Regions from separate parts of the Rattus norvegicus genome. Here region 2 is linked to region 1. A link is a contact called in public Hi-C data. All regions are on one chromosome and are shown on one strand. The core of a region is the stretch at or near the end of the contact, and the rest is flanking DNA. Distances in the headings are between cores, read along the strand shown.

Evidence for each region. A called contact is a pair of places that touch in the nucleus more often than the background predicts.
Region 2: a contact with region 1 is called in a Hi-C map of the A7r5 cell line, with 2.3 times the contacts expected there. The contact joins the promoter of Oaz2 here to the enhancer-like site in region 1. A contact is called at or near these places in 10 of 12 Hi-C or Micro-C datasets (the A7r5 cell line, Schwann cells, frontal cortex and 5 more) and 1 of 1 datasets of contacts at active chromatin or transcription factors (oligodendrocytes).

Annotation. Positions count from the first base shown.
Region 1 is chr8:75,027,887-75,034,048 of GRCr8, forward strand. No RefSeq gene overlaps it. Among named protein-coding and RNA genes, the nearest start is that of Rbpms2, 18 kb to the right of the region's middle. Within about 2 kb of position 4,290, at least 7 of the 93 cell types and tissues checked have an H3K27ac peak or open chromatin away from gene starts, as enhancers often do. A contact at or near this core is called in the A7r5 cell line and liver, where this site is marked.
Region 2 is chr8:75,093,201-75,099,382 of GRCr8, forward strand. Oaz2 (ornithine decarboxylase antizyme 2) reads left to right here and starts at 1,617. Exons shown (of 5, transcript NM_001109899.2): 1 at 1,617-1,803. The coding sequence starts at 1,784. LOC103693122 (a long non-coding RNA gene) reads right to left here and starts at 1,797. Exons shown (of 3, transcript XR_593982.4): 1 at 1,390-1,797; 2 at 204-292.

The DNA.
Region 1 (6,162 bases), core at 3,040-5,539:
TCGTTCCCCAGCTCTGAAAAAAAAAAAAAATCTTATAGTGGAGGCTGCAGTGTGTCATAGTGTGTCCCACAGTCTACTCTTTCGTCCAAACATCTGTACTTCTAAATGTTTGTTGTAGTGGTTCGAGGCCTATGAACTGGATTCTCATTGGGACTCCTCTTGGATATCCCGTTGTTGCCCTGTGTCATGGAGATCCTGCAGCTTTGGGTCTGCAGGACAGGCCCCTTCACACACTCCAGCAGTTCATAGATGGGGCAGATGCTGGACTGGGCCAACTCAAAGCCCTGGATCTGGGCCTGGGTGGAAACTGAGTTGGTCAACCTGGTAGTTCTTCTGTGCCCAAACCACCAGGGCCAGCTCTCAAGGTGAGCACGACCGAGCAGGAACAGCCAGGCTTCAGTCGAATTGTCAGGAGCCAGCAGGAGGACCAGAGCCAACAGGAACACCAGAAAAAGATCTCTTGAAGAAGTGAAGACTTGAGACCAAGAAGTGTTTAGCTATGCAAGCAAGCAAGTTCCTCTCACAGGCCACTAAGTCCTATTTATACTCCCCCCGAACATCACGTGTCTTCCCACAGGTCTTGCCTCAGCACATGAGTCTGTCTCAGCTGACATCACTGTGCCAATCGGCCTGAGTCCGAAGAAGCAGCAAGAAACTGCAGCACACCACCAGAAGGTTTTTGGTGCATTTCTCCCCTACGGAGTCTCAACAACACATGTAACTCAGACTATACACGCATGTTGTTAGGGAAGAATTCTTTACCACATGTCCTTTCACGTGCTCACTTTAGCAAAACATCCTTTCACCTGTGTCTGCTTCGGCCAAACATTCATGAGTCGGCCTTAGCCTCTCACCTGTGTCCACTTCAGTGAAAATCTCTTTCACGTGTTTGCCCCAGCAAAACACCGTCCAACACAACTGAGTTTCCAAAGAACCCTTAAGCTTCCACTTCAGAGCTGTTTTATTTTTGACAAGATCTCATATAGCATAGGCTGGCCTCAAAATGTAGTGAAGGGTGACCTTGAACTTTCAATTCTTTGGCCTCCACCTCCCCAGTGTGCTACACTTACAGGTGCTCAGTTTATAAGGCAGTGGAGACTGAACTTAGTGCTTGGTGCATGCTTGGCAAGTACTCTTCCAACTGAGCTGCATCTTTGAGATCCAGTGCAGTCCTTCTGTCTTTAGCCCACCAGCCCAGCCATATTCTGATGGAGCCCAGCCTGCCTTCAGAGCCCACAGAGATTTCTCTGATATTTCTAGCTTCCACTGTCTTCCTTTTGACAGGCTGCCCCACACATGACCCTGTGCTTTAGATCCTGAAGCTTTAGAACCTTCTAGGCTTCTCAAAGCCTTACTCAGAACAGTCCACCTCCAGCATCCGGCATCTAGCCTGCTCTCCTGGACTCAATTTCCTCCCCTGTCAGGGGGCAGTAACAGCCTCTCACCTGGGGCCTGGAGATAGACCAGTAGCATTTAAGAGCACTTTCTGTTCTTTCAGAGGATTTGAGCTCAGCTCCCAGCACCCACATCAGGCAGCTCACAACCCCCTGTAAATCTAGCTCCAGAGGACCTGACACCCTCTTCTGGCCTTTGAGAGCACCTCATTCCTGGACACATGTGCTCATGCAACACTCCCCCAACACACGCAGACGCACACGCACACACACATACGCACACACACATATACACACACACACACACACACACACACACACACACAAATAAATCTAAATCTCAAACAGAACAAAACGAAACACTAGAACAATCCAACCTTTCACTTGGAGGACTTTGGGGACTCTTCCCTGAGGAGCTGAGGCATGCTGGGTGCCTTGGCCTGTGGTCCTAGCTGCTCTACTAGAAAGTATAGCTGGGGGTTGGGGATTTAGCTCAGTGGTAGAGCGCTTGCCTAGCAAGCACAAGGCCCTTGGTTCAGGCCCCAGCTCCGAAAAAAAGAAAAAAAAAAGTATAGCTGTCCATTCCATCCCAAGTATTCTTCCCTCACACTGGCTTGGCTCAGGCCCCACTTTTTCCTAGAGAGGCCAGTCCCCTTCTATAGGTGAGAGAGAGGGACAGAGAGACAGACAGACAGAGACATTTCCACCTTCACTCCTTCCATCCTATGAGAATGCAGAACAGGGGGCTCCCGAATACCGTATTAGCAGTACACTAACTGTAGGAACGGCAGAGTCTGTGGTTCTCATGTGAGATTGTTTTTGACCCCCAGAATCATCTTCACTGTCAACTGTAAAAACGCTTGAGTGAGTCAAGCCTCAGAGAAGACTCCCAACTCTAAGTTTTGACACTGTCTTGCCTTGTTTCAGTGACTGACCAAACGGACTCTTAGGACAGCCCCACCCTCAGGGACCAGGGAGGAGACAATGTCAGGAAATACAAGCTATTCCAACTATCAAGAGAGAAGCCAGAACCTCATTGAATCTGAACACTGCTTACAAATGACAAGATATTGGGGCGTCGTGCTTTGAAGCTTCAGTTTCTCCAACAGTAACATAGGGACAGTTTTATCCAAGGACATGAGAGTCAAATGATGCACACAAACTGACTGGCTCAAAGCCTGGCACCTCATCAATGCACACACAAAATGCTAAGACTGGGTACAGTGGTGTAGCCTGTAGTTCCAGCTACTGGACAGGCTTAAGTGGAAGGAGAGTTGAGCCCAGCCTGGGCAACACAGTGAAACCACATACCAAAAAAACAAAACAGGGGTCTGGGGAGTTGGCTTAGCAAGGAAAAGCACATCCTTACAACACACTGATGTGGTATAATCCCAGAATTCCTATGTGAGTTGGGAGGTAGAGACAGAACTATCTCAAAGGTCATAGGCCAAATAGCCTGAAGCACACAGAACAGCAACAGAAACAAGAGAGGCCCTGAGACGCAGCCTTGGCAGTGGAAGGTGACACTATCCTGACCTCCACCATGTAAATAAACATGGGACACAAGTCACTTAGACTTACGGCACACATGTGCCCTCCTGCCATGTAAATAAACAAAAAATGTCATCATAGAAAAGCAGAAATTAGTAGCCATAGTTCTTGGGGTGTTTTGCAATATTACAGATTGAACCCAGGGTGTTAGCCCATGCTAGGCAAACACTCTACTACTGATCTGGACAACTGTTGGGGTGGAGGAGTGTTGGGAAGTCAGACTTGGAGGTGGTTAGCTAGAGGTGGTCAGATGATAAGGTTAAAAACAAAGTCTCAGGCTGGAGGGATGGCTCAGTGGTTAAGAGCACTGACTGCTCTTCCAGAGGTCCTGAGTTCAATTCCCCAGCAACCACATGGTGGCTCACAACCATCTGTAATGGGATCCAATGCCCTCTTCTGGTGTGTCTGAAGACAGTGACAGTGTGCTCACACAGATGAAGTAAATAAACCTTTTTTTTTTTTTTTGGTTCTTTTTTTCGGAGCTGGGGACCGAACCCAGGGCCTTGTGCTTCCTAGGTAAGCGCTCTACCACTGAGCTAAATCCCCAGCCCCAATAAATCTTAAAAAAAAAAAAAAAACCCTACAAAATCTCAAACATGGTACTAAAACAGTCTACGTCTTATAGAGATCTGTTTCCTCCTCTGTCAAATTTAGGGGTTTGATTGAGATAGACATTTCCTCTCCAATTCAGTGAGAACTGTACAAACAAAATGTTTTAAAAGTAACACTTTTCCATTTTATCAAAGAACTTCAAACTTGTTCTGCTTATATTCTAATAGTCGTTTTGTTCTTTTGGGCCTGAAGAATGAACTCAGGGCTGGTCTACTCTAAGAGTTGTCAAGGGTCACAGATGGATTTGGATCTAGAACACAGAACGATGGCTGCATGCGTCTTTCTTTCATTTGCTTTGTGAGGGCCTCACTTCACTACAGAGCCTGGCTGTCTCGAGCTCCCTATGTAGAATAAACTGGCATCAACTTTTCAGGGATTCTCCTGCTCTGCCTCTCCAGGACTGGGTTAGAAGCCTGCACCAGTATGTCTGGCTGAGACTCTTTCTCAGGAGTGCCAGGCAGTCTCTTGAAGGCAGTGACATCATGGAAGCTTAGCTCTGGCTTCTGCCCAGCATCCGGTTCTGTGGGACTATGTGAGGCCCAAGGCTTGGGTCTGGAACTTGTCAGCCTCACCTGTCAGACCTCCTCAGGAGTATGCAGGGGTCTGCTGTTATCACTAGAGACAGCATGGCTGAAGGAGAGTCAAATGTGGTGAGAGCCTAGAGGCCAGCTCGTATGGGCCAAGCATCCCCAGTCTGACTGTCCCCTGTGTGACAAGCACCGGGAAGAATTCAGACTCGTTCTTTCATGCACTTACTCACTTGTCTTAGTATTAATAAATTAAATATTCAGCAGCTGGGTATGCCGGTGCACACTTGTAATCCCAGTAATCAGGAGGTGAGGTAGGAGGTTCAAGGGTTACAAGTAAGTTCCGGGCCTGGGCAGTTTGCAAGTTTGAGACTACCTCGGGCTTTAAAAACAAACAAACAAACAAACAACCCCCCCCAAAACCCAGTAGTAATAACAGTAAAACAAAGCAGAAATGTATTAGAAATAGACCGAGAAATTCAGTACTCTAGAATTGCCTAAGAAGGCCTCTTTTGAGCTGAGAAAGGGGTAGATGGCTATGAAGAACATTCTAGACAGAGGAAAGGGTTTGTTTATTTATTTTTAAAGGCTTATTTATTTATGTATGTGAATACACTGTCACTCTCTTCCGTCACAGAATCAGGCATCAGATCCCATTACAGATGGTTGTGAGCCACCATGTGGTTGCTGGGAATTGAACTCAGCAGTCAGTGCTCTTATTGGCTGAGCCATCTGTCCAGCCCAGGGAAGGTTTTATATAAAGCACTAATAGGATAAGCTTTGGATGTCTGCAGAACTTTAGGACCAGTCAGTGTAAAGTGGTTGTATGGCAAACTCCCTCCTAATAAATGCCAGTTGAGCAAATCGAAAAAACGATCACAGTCAGACATAGTGGCACACATCTATAATCCATCACAGCACTCAGAGGCCAAGGCAGGAAAGTTCCAAGTTCAAGGCTAGCCTGAACTATACAGCAAAACCATTTCTGAAAACAACCAAAACAGCAAACAAAAATGACCATAAAACCCACAAACACCTAAGTACTTCTGCTTCCAGTCTAGATAACTTATATTCCTGTATAAGACACATAAAATACCATCTCCACCTAGAGCATTTAAGAAACCAGGATTCTCTAGAGACTAAAAGCCAGACAAGAAGAAACAGCAACTACTCAGTAGGAAACAAGAATGTAAATTCTATAAATGTTTCACCATGTTGCCTAAACAGTTTCCAGAACTCAGCCTGGGGAGGAGGCACTCTGGGGCAGCCTAGCAAGCCCTCTTCATTGAGAGAGAACTAAAAAGCAGGAATATGTATACGATTGTTCATATTCTATAGTTTAAAAAAATTGGAGCATAGGGGCAGAGCACTGTGTAACATGTGAGGCCTCATATTCAACCTCAGCCTTGAAACACAGAAAAATGACACAAAAGAAAACATTAAATGTAAACTATAGACATGAGCAGCATCTAAATGAAAATTCTACTAGCTGCTCTCACACAGTGATGGAAACTAGCCAGCTGATCACATGAAAACTGTGGTGTACCCACACCTGGTACCCCAGCGTTTGGTAGGTAGAGGCAAAAGAATCAGGAGTTCAAGGTCATCCATAACTTCTTAGGGAGTTCAAGACCAGCCTGGGCTATATGAGATTCTATTTTTAAAAGGTGTGTGTGTCTGTCTGTCTGTACATAGTGCCACATGCCTGTAATCTCATTTCTTAGGAGGATGAGGCCAGAGGATTGCTATAAATTCAAGGCCAGCCAGGTCTATATATGGAACTCCATGTTAGCCAGGGTTAAAAAATAAAAAAAGAGGGGGTTGGGGATTTGGCTCAGTGGTAGAGCGCTTGTCTAGCAAGCGCAAGGCCCTGGGTTTGGTCCCCAGCTCCGAAAAAAAGAAAGAAAAGAATAAAAATAAAAAAAGAAAGTTATAGTATGGTAAGATACCTTTTTTTTAAACATTTATTTATTTATTATGTATATATCACACAGCTTTCTGCCTGCATGTATGCCTACAGGCCAGAAGAGGGCACCAGACCTGATTGTAGATCAGGTTAATTGTAGATGGTTGTAAGC
Region 2 (6,182 bases), core at 367-2,866, 63 kb after region 1:
CCCCATGATCTGAAAACTACAATCTTGTGTGTGTGATAGAATCCTTAGGTCCCAAGGGGTACCATCATTTGGGACTGTGCTGCAATGGAGGTCACTGTGACCGCTGCATTTTGGAGTAATACCAAAGTAAAAAATTACAGTGTTTCAAGTTGTTTCTTCCACTTGCTGCTTTCTCTGCAGTGTCCTTCAGACGGAGTACTTACCTCATATTGTGATGGCCTCTCTCCCTGGCCAGATTGTGACATCCAAGGTAGGTATATTGCCCAGCCCATCGTGGAATATTCCTGGACTCCTGCCCATGCCAGAAGCACATAAGTGAGTACATGTTTATTTACTGAACTTGGACTAAATGAATGGATGATTTGAGGTGACCACTGTGGTCTGAGAGCGCACTACCACCCCCTCCTGCCCCCGTCTGAGATAGGGTCTCGTTGTGTTGCATTGGCTAGACTGGAACGCACTGCATACCACAAGCTGGTGTTTAATTTGCAGAGATCCACCTGTCCCTGCCTCTGGTGCTAGGATAAAGGCTTACACAATGGCTACTGATTGCAGTCTATGCACAGGTTTGACACCAATCTGTGATTAGAGGACCAGTCAAGACAGTGGCAGTGCACTAGGTGCCTTGCATGGTCCATTGAAGTAGCTTGCATTGACTGACTGGAGACAATTGTCGGTAAGTTAGTGAGGAGCCTATAATCTTGACCTACAAAGCTGGCTTCACATGGCAGTGTGCTTGGTCAGTCACTGTTGTGAGGGGCTGACTTGAGATTTTCTCCAAAATGGAGAGATGGTTATTTTCAACCCACAGTGGGGGACCAGCAAGATGGCTGGGGCAATAAAGGTGCTTGCTGTCCATTGACTGATTAATCTGCATTATGAATTGAAGGAAAAGATCTGTGGGATTAGATTCATACTGGAAATGGTACTAATAGTGAATAGTAATTCTTCTATTTCAGATTTTGTTTTGTTTAATGACATAACTCTTCGGGCCATACACAAAGAGCAGCAAGTGCCCAGTGTGGCAAGGCACACTCATATTCCCAGCACTTGGTGGAAAGGTAGGAAGTAAAGGCAGTCATTTTACAGCGAGTTTGATTGAAGCTAGTCTGAGCTACAAAGTCTGTATCAAAAAACAAAGAAAAAGCAGATATGAATGAGGGGAGAGGGTTCAGTGGATAAAAGCACTGGCTGCTCTTCCAGAGGACTTGGGTTCAATTCCCAGCCCCTACATGGCAGCTCACACTGTAACTCCTGTTCCAGGGGATCTGACATCCTCATACAGAGATACATTCTGGCAAAACACCAATGTGTATATAAAATAAACATACATAAATTATTAAGAAAGAACAAAAGCAGAAATAAAGACTGGCTTTGGTCAATCCGAACCTGAGTCCCTGGCATCCAGACCTCCTTCCTGGCTTTCCCCCGGGCTCCCGCCCCTCTTCCCAAGATGATAGCTTGCCCTTGCTACGCCTGCGCCTAAGGCGGGGCGGTGCTTTGCCCTTTGTTGTGGGCCCCAGTTTCCCAGGACACCAAGCGGCGCTGGGTGGGGCTATGCAGATGAGGCGCTTGGGGGCGGGGCGGTTGCGCGGCGGCGGCGGCCGGGGAGGGTCAGTTGGAGGCAGGCGCTCGCTGAGGCAAGAGGAGGGCTCTCGGCCCGCGGCCTGACAGGGACTTAGCCCGCAGAGACCGGCCCGCGCGCGCGACCCCACACCCACCCACTCGTCCACCTACCCACTCCCCGCGCCGCCTCCTCCCACCCTGAGCAGAGCCACCGAGGATGATAAACACCCAGGACAGGTAACGGCCCGGCGCAGGCTCCCCGCCCCCATCCTCCCTCCGCAGCTCCAGAGGCCTTCGCCCCCCCCCCCCTTCCAGCAGCTTGCCCCCAGCCCCCAGGGGCTCGCTTCGTTTCCCCTGTTCCCCCTTCGACATCCCTGCCACCCGAGCTTTGAAATCGGGCCTCCTTCCGTCCTTTAGCCCCCTTCCTCCAGCCCGGCCCATCCCCCTCATCCGGGTTTCCTCCTCGCCCGGAGCCCCCCCCCCCCCCCCAACCTGGACATAGCCTTCCAGTCAGTCGCCCCATTTTCTTAGGAACGGTGCCCAGTTCCCCTTACTGTGGGCTTTCTCCCACAGATTCCCCGAATTGGTTCTTACCTTCTCTAAATCTTACTTACTGCTCCACAAGTCACTTAATTGCTTTAAATCCATTCTCTAGTGAAAACTGCTCCCCAGGCAGACGACTCTCTCTCAGCCCTGCCTGGCTCTTCCCAAAGACAAGATCTGTCTGGCAGTTCTCATCTTGACCCTTTACTCCTCTTCCCACCTCCTTTGGATGTGCAGTTACTCCTTGGTCCCACTTTCTTTCCCCATCCTCCAGGTAGGCCCCATTTTCCTGTCTGGGAACCCCAGACTCTTTATTTCTCGAACACTATGGATTCCATTCCTGCTCTCTACCCTGCTTTCCCAGTGATGTCGCCAACACTCTTCTATACACTCCTACCCTTTAAACACTACAGAGTCTCCGTTGGAAATCATCTTACCTTCTCAACCCCACCCCCTGCCCCCAAATCTTTAAAGTCAGTACATTAGCCCAACTTAGCCTGTCCCCTTTCCTGGGAAGATTTTTAAGTGCTATCCCCATTTCAATTTCACTCCAGTGTCTCCAGAACAGGACCCTGGGCCTTTGGAAGTTACCTACCTCAAGACCCAATCCCCATTTCCCCCAGGATTTGAAATGCACTGTTCTTTTGAAATGGTGTAGGTTTCTTAACTTTCAACCAAAGTAGGCATAAGTCCTTTAGTTCCTTCTCCTCTTTCCACTTCCACAGATATCCTGTGTTTCTGCCCCAGATAGCTGCTCTTCTCCAAAACTATTCCATAATTTTCCCACTTCCCAGGAATTGTGATGCCACTTGCTTTTGTATTATTGTGGCTTCCATTAGCAACTCAGATGTGATTCCTTTCCCTTATCCCTCATGTAGGGATTGTTGCTAAATCCTCCAAAACTTTTTTGAAACCCATTCAGACCCCATCCTAGATCCTTTATCCTCACATTGGACTTTTATGGCCTCTGACCTTGAGCAAACAGATCCATCCCTTAAACTGTTACCATGCCTCCAAAGCTAGATGACTCCCTCCTACAAGTTATCTTTCTTGTGGTTGTTCATATAGGGCCCAGCCACTCAAGGGTCCTCTTGAAGCTTGGGTTTCTTTTTCCCTAAGTGATGTTGATACTTTCTCTTTCCTGCTTGATACTTCTCCATCTTTTCTCCAGCTCTGTTTTCCTCACATTTCAGTGTGTCTTAAATCTAGTACATATTTAAAACAAACACAAACAACAACAACAACAACAACAACAACAACAACAACAACAAAAACAGTTTTCTGTTCTTTCCTAGATTACTCCAAATGGTCTAGGGTAAAGCCTGGTTAGTGGTGTTTTTTAAGCTCTCCAATTCTCAAGTGGAGCCTGGGTTGAAAAGTATTCTCACCCCAAGAAGGCCTTAGCCTTGTTCCCATCACATTCCTGCAGTGTCAGCCCCTCCTCTACTGTCAAGGGAGTTCTTGGTCTTCCTTTGTTCAGAAAGAAACTCTTAGCCTGATAGTGGTGGTGTGCACGCCTTTGATCCTAGCACTCAGGTGGCAGAGGCAGATGGATCTCTTGAGTTCAAGACCGTCTGTTCTGCAAGTTCTATGCCGGCTAGGGAGACACAAAGAAATCCTGTTTTTTTTTTTTTTTTTTTTTTTTAACCCTTCTTTACTGTTACTGCTCCATTTTTGGCCATTTTCTATACCCATTTCATCTTTCCACATAGGAACCTCACTTACTTCCCATTTCCTGGTTTGTTTTGGTTGTGCTTGAGCCAGTAATCATCAAACTACCAAACCTTTTTAGCCTGTAGTCAGTCCCATCCTGCTTTTCCCTTTTCCTTTTCAGAGACTCTCCATGTAGGTCCCCAGAGCATTCCATTCTTTGATTCTATCTTCTTTAACCCAGTCCTTCACAGCTCAGGAGGTGGAGGTGGGTGTATCCTTGGATGATGCAGGATGCAAAAGGTGCTGTTGTGGTCTGGAAGACTGTGTGTGCTGAGGATGGAGGGCAAGGTTGGAGGGTATGTGAGATGGGGTTTTTCTTTGGGGTTGGAAGTGGGGCATTTCAGCAGTCATTCTTAGGAGTCCTTTGGACTAATTGGGTCTAGGTGCCAAGTTCTTTGCAGCTTGAGCCACAGATTTGAGTATTTGAGACCAACACTTACAGGCTTTCACTACCTGAGTGTGAGCTCTCGTAGTCTAATTGTGTGGCACCTAGCCAATGTGCTTACATGTAAAAAGAAGGGGGTTGAGTTAGCTTAACTTGGAAGGTTCTTTCTAGCTGCCTAAGTGGCAAAACAGGCTCACTTGTCTCCAGGGCCCTTGCTTTAGTGTGTTGGTAATTTGAGGGGCTTGGCTGTGTGAGGCAGGTGGAGGGAGGAGTCAGTGGGCCTGCCAGGCCTGGGCAAAAGCTGGTCCTTGGATCAGGCTCATCTCCTTTGGCCTGGGGGTGGGGTGGGGTGTACTGGGTGTCTGGTTTCTTTGCTTTATGGCAATCTTGTTTCCATAGTGTGCTTCCCAGCCTCCTCTGCGGCCCTTAACTTTCTGAAAGGAATCCTGTTGGAGTCTTAGCTGGGGGTTCTGATAACAGCCGGATGTTCTTCCCAGGCAGTGTTGGTATTTTTAATGTGCAGTGTAGGGAGCTGGCTAAGAGTTTAGTTCCCATTGGGTGGGGGATGGGCTTCCCAGCTTCCCTGGCTCCAGTGAAAAATTCAGGAGAGGGAGGCCTACTTCCCTGGAAGAAATAGTTGCAGAAGAGCTGGCAGTGTTTTGAAAACAAGGCTCTTCCTTTCTCGCAGTCAGATTAGTATCTCTATCTAAAGTGTCAGAATCCCTGCTGATGGGAAGGAGAAGAGCAAGTACGAGACCCTGTTTTGTGGGCTTTGAACAATAGGTTGAAATTGAAGAGGAAGTCAAATTTCATGACCTTATCTCAGCCTAGATTTGTAGGGACTGGGGACACAGTATCTGTCTGGGGCTTGCTTGGTACCATGTGACAATCGAGTATGTAGAGTCAACATTGGCTTGGTTAGCCATATTATAGTCACTCTGTGTGTTGGGCTCTAGAGAAAAACATTAGGTTCCACAGGTGTTTTTTTGCAGGGTAGAGAGCTCCCAATAATACTTCAGGGGCCATCTATAGTATCTTCACTGCATGGCTTCCTCTGTAATGGAATTTCTGTCTCTTTCCAAATAATTTGGTATTGTTAATTCTCCTTTCTCATCAGTTTTGCTTGACGAGTGTGGGGCAGTAGGGAGACTGACAGCTAGTATAGTCACTACATTGGTTGTATGCTTTAGAAAGCAATGGGGACTAATAATAGCAAATCCCCATTCTGCCAAGAAATCCAAATTTAGCCCTAGAGCTGTGCTTATATATGAAGGAGACTGAGGAGTAGGACAGAGGCATGTTACAAATGAGCATTTATGGAAAAAGCCATTCATTCTTTTTTGAACTGGTGTACAGTGGTTAGATTTGGAAGGTCTGGGACTGGAGGCATGGCTCAGTGGTTAAGAGCACTGACAGGGTTGGGGATTTAGCTCAGTGGTAGAGCGCTTGCCTAGCAAGCACAAGGCCCTGGGTTCGGTCCCCAGCTCCGAAAAAAAGAATAAAAAAAAAAAAAAGAAGAGTACTGGCTTCTCTTTCAGAGGACCTGGGTTCAGTGTCCAGTGTCCACGTGCTAGTTTATAATCATCTGTAATATCAATCCCAGGAAATCCAAAGCCGCCTCTGGCCTTCACAAGCCCAGGTGTTCATGCAGGTAAAATCCCAACATATATAAAACAAGGTGGGCCTGGAGGCTCATACCTCTAACCCCGGCACTCAGGAGGCAGGCGCAGGCAGACTCTGAGTTGAGGCCAGCCTGGTCTACAAAGCAAGTTCCAGGACAGCCATGGCCCACAGCGAAACTCTGTCTCTCAAAGAGCAAACCAACAATCAAAAGTGATAAGGCTGGGCATGGTGACAGGCTTTTAATCCCAGGAGGCAGTGGTAGACAGATATAGGCCAGCCTGGTCCACATAGTGAGTTCTAGACTAGCCAGGGCTACATGGTTAATAAGACTTTGGTGGCAAACTACAACAGA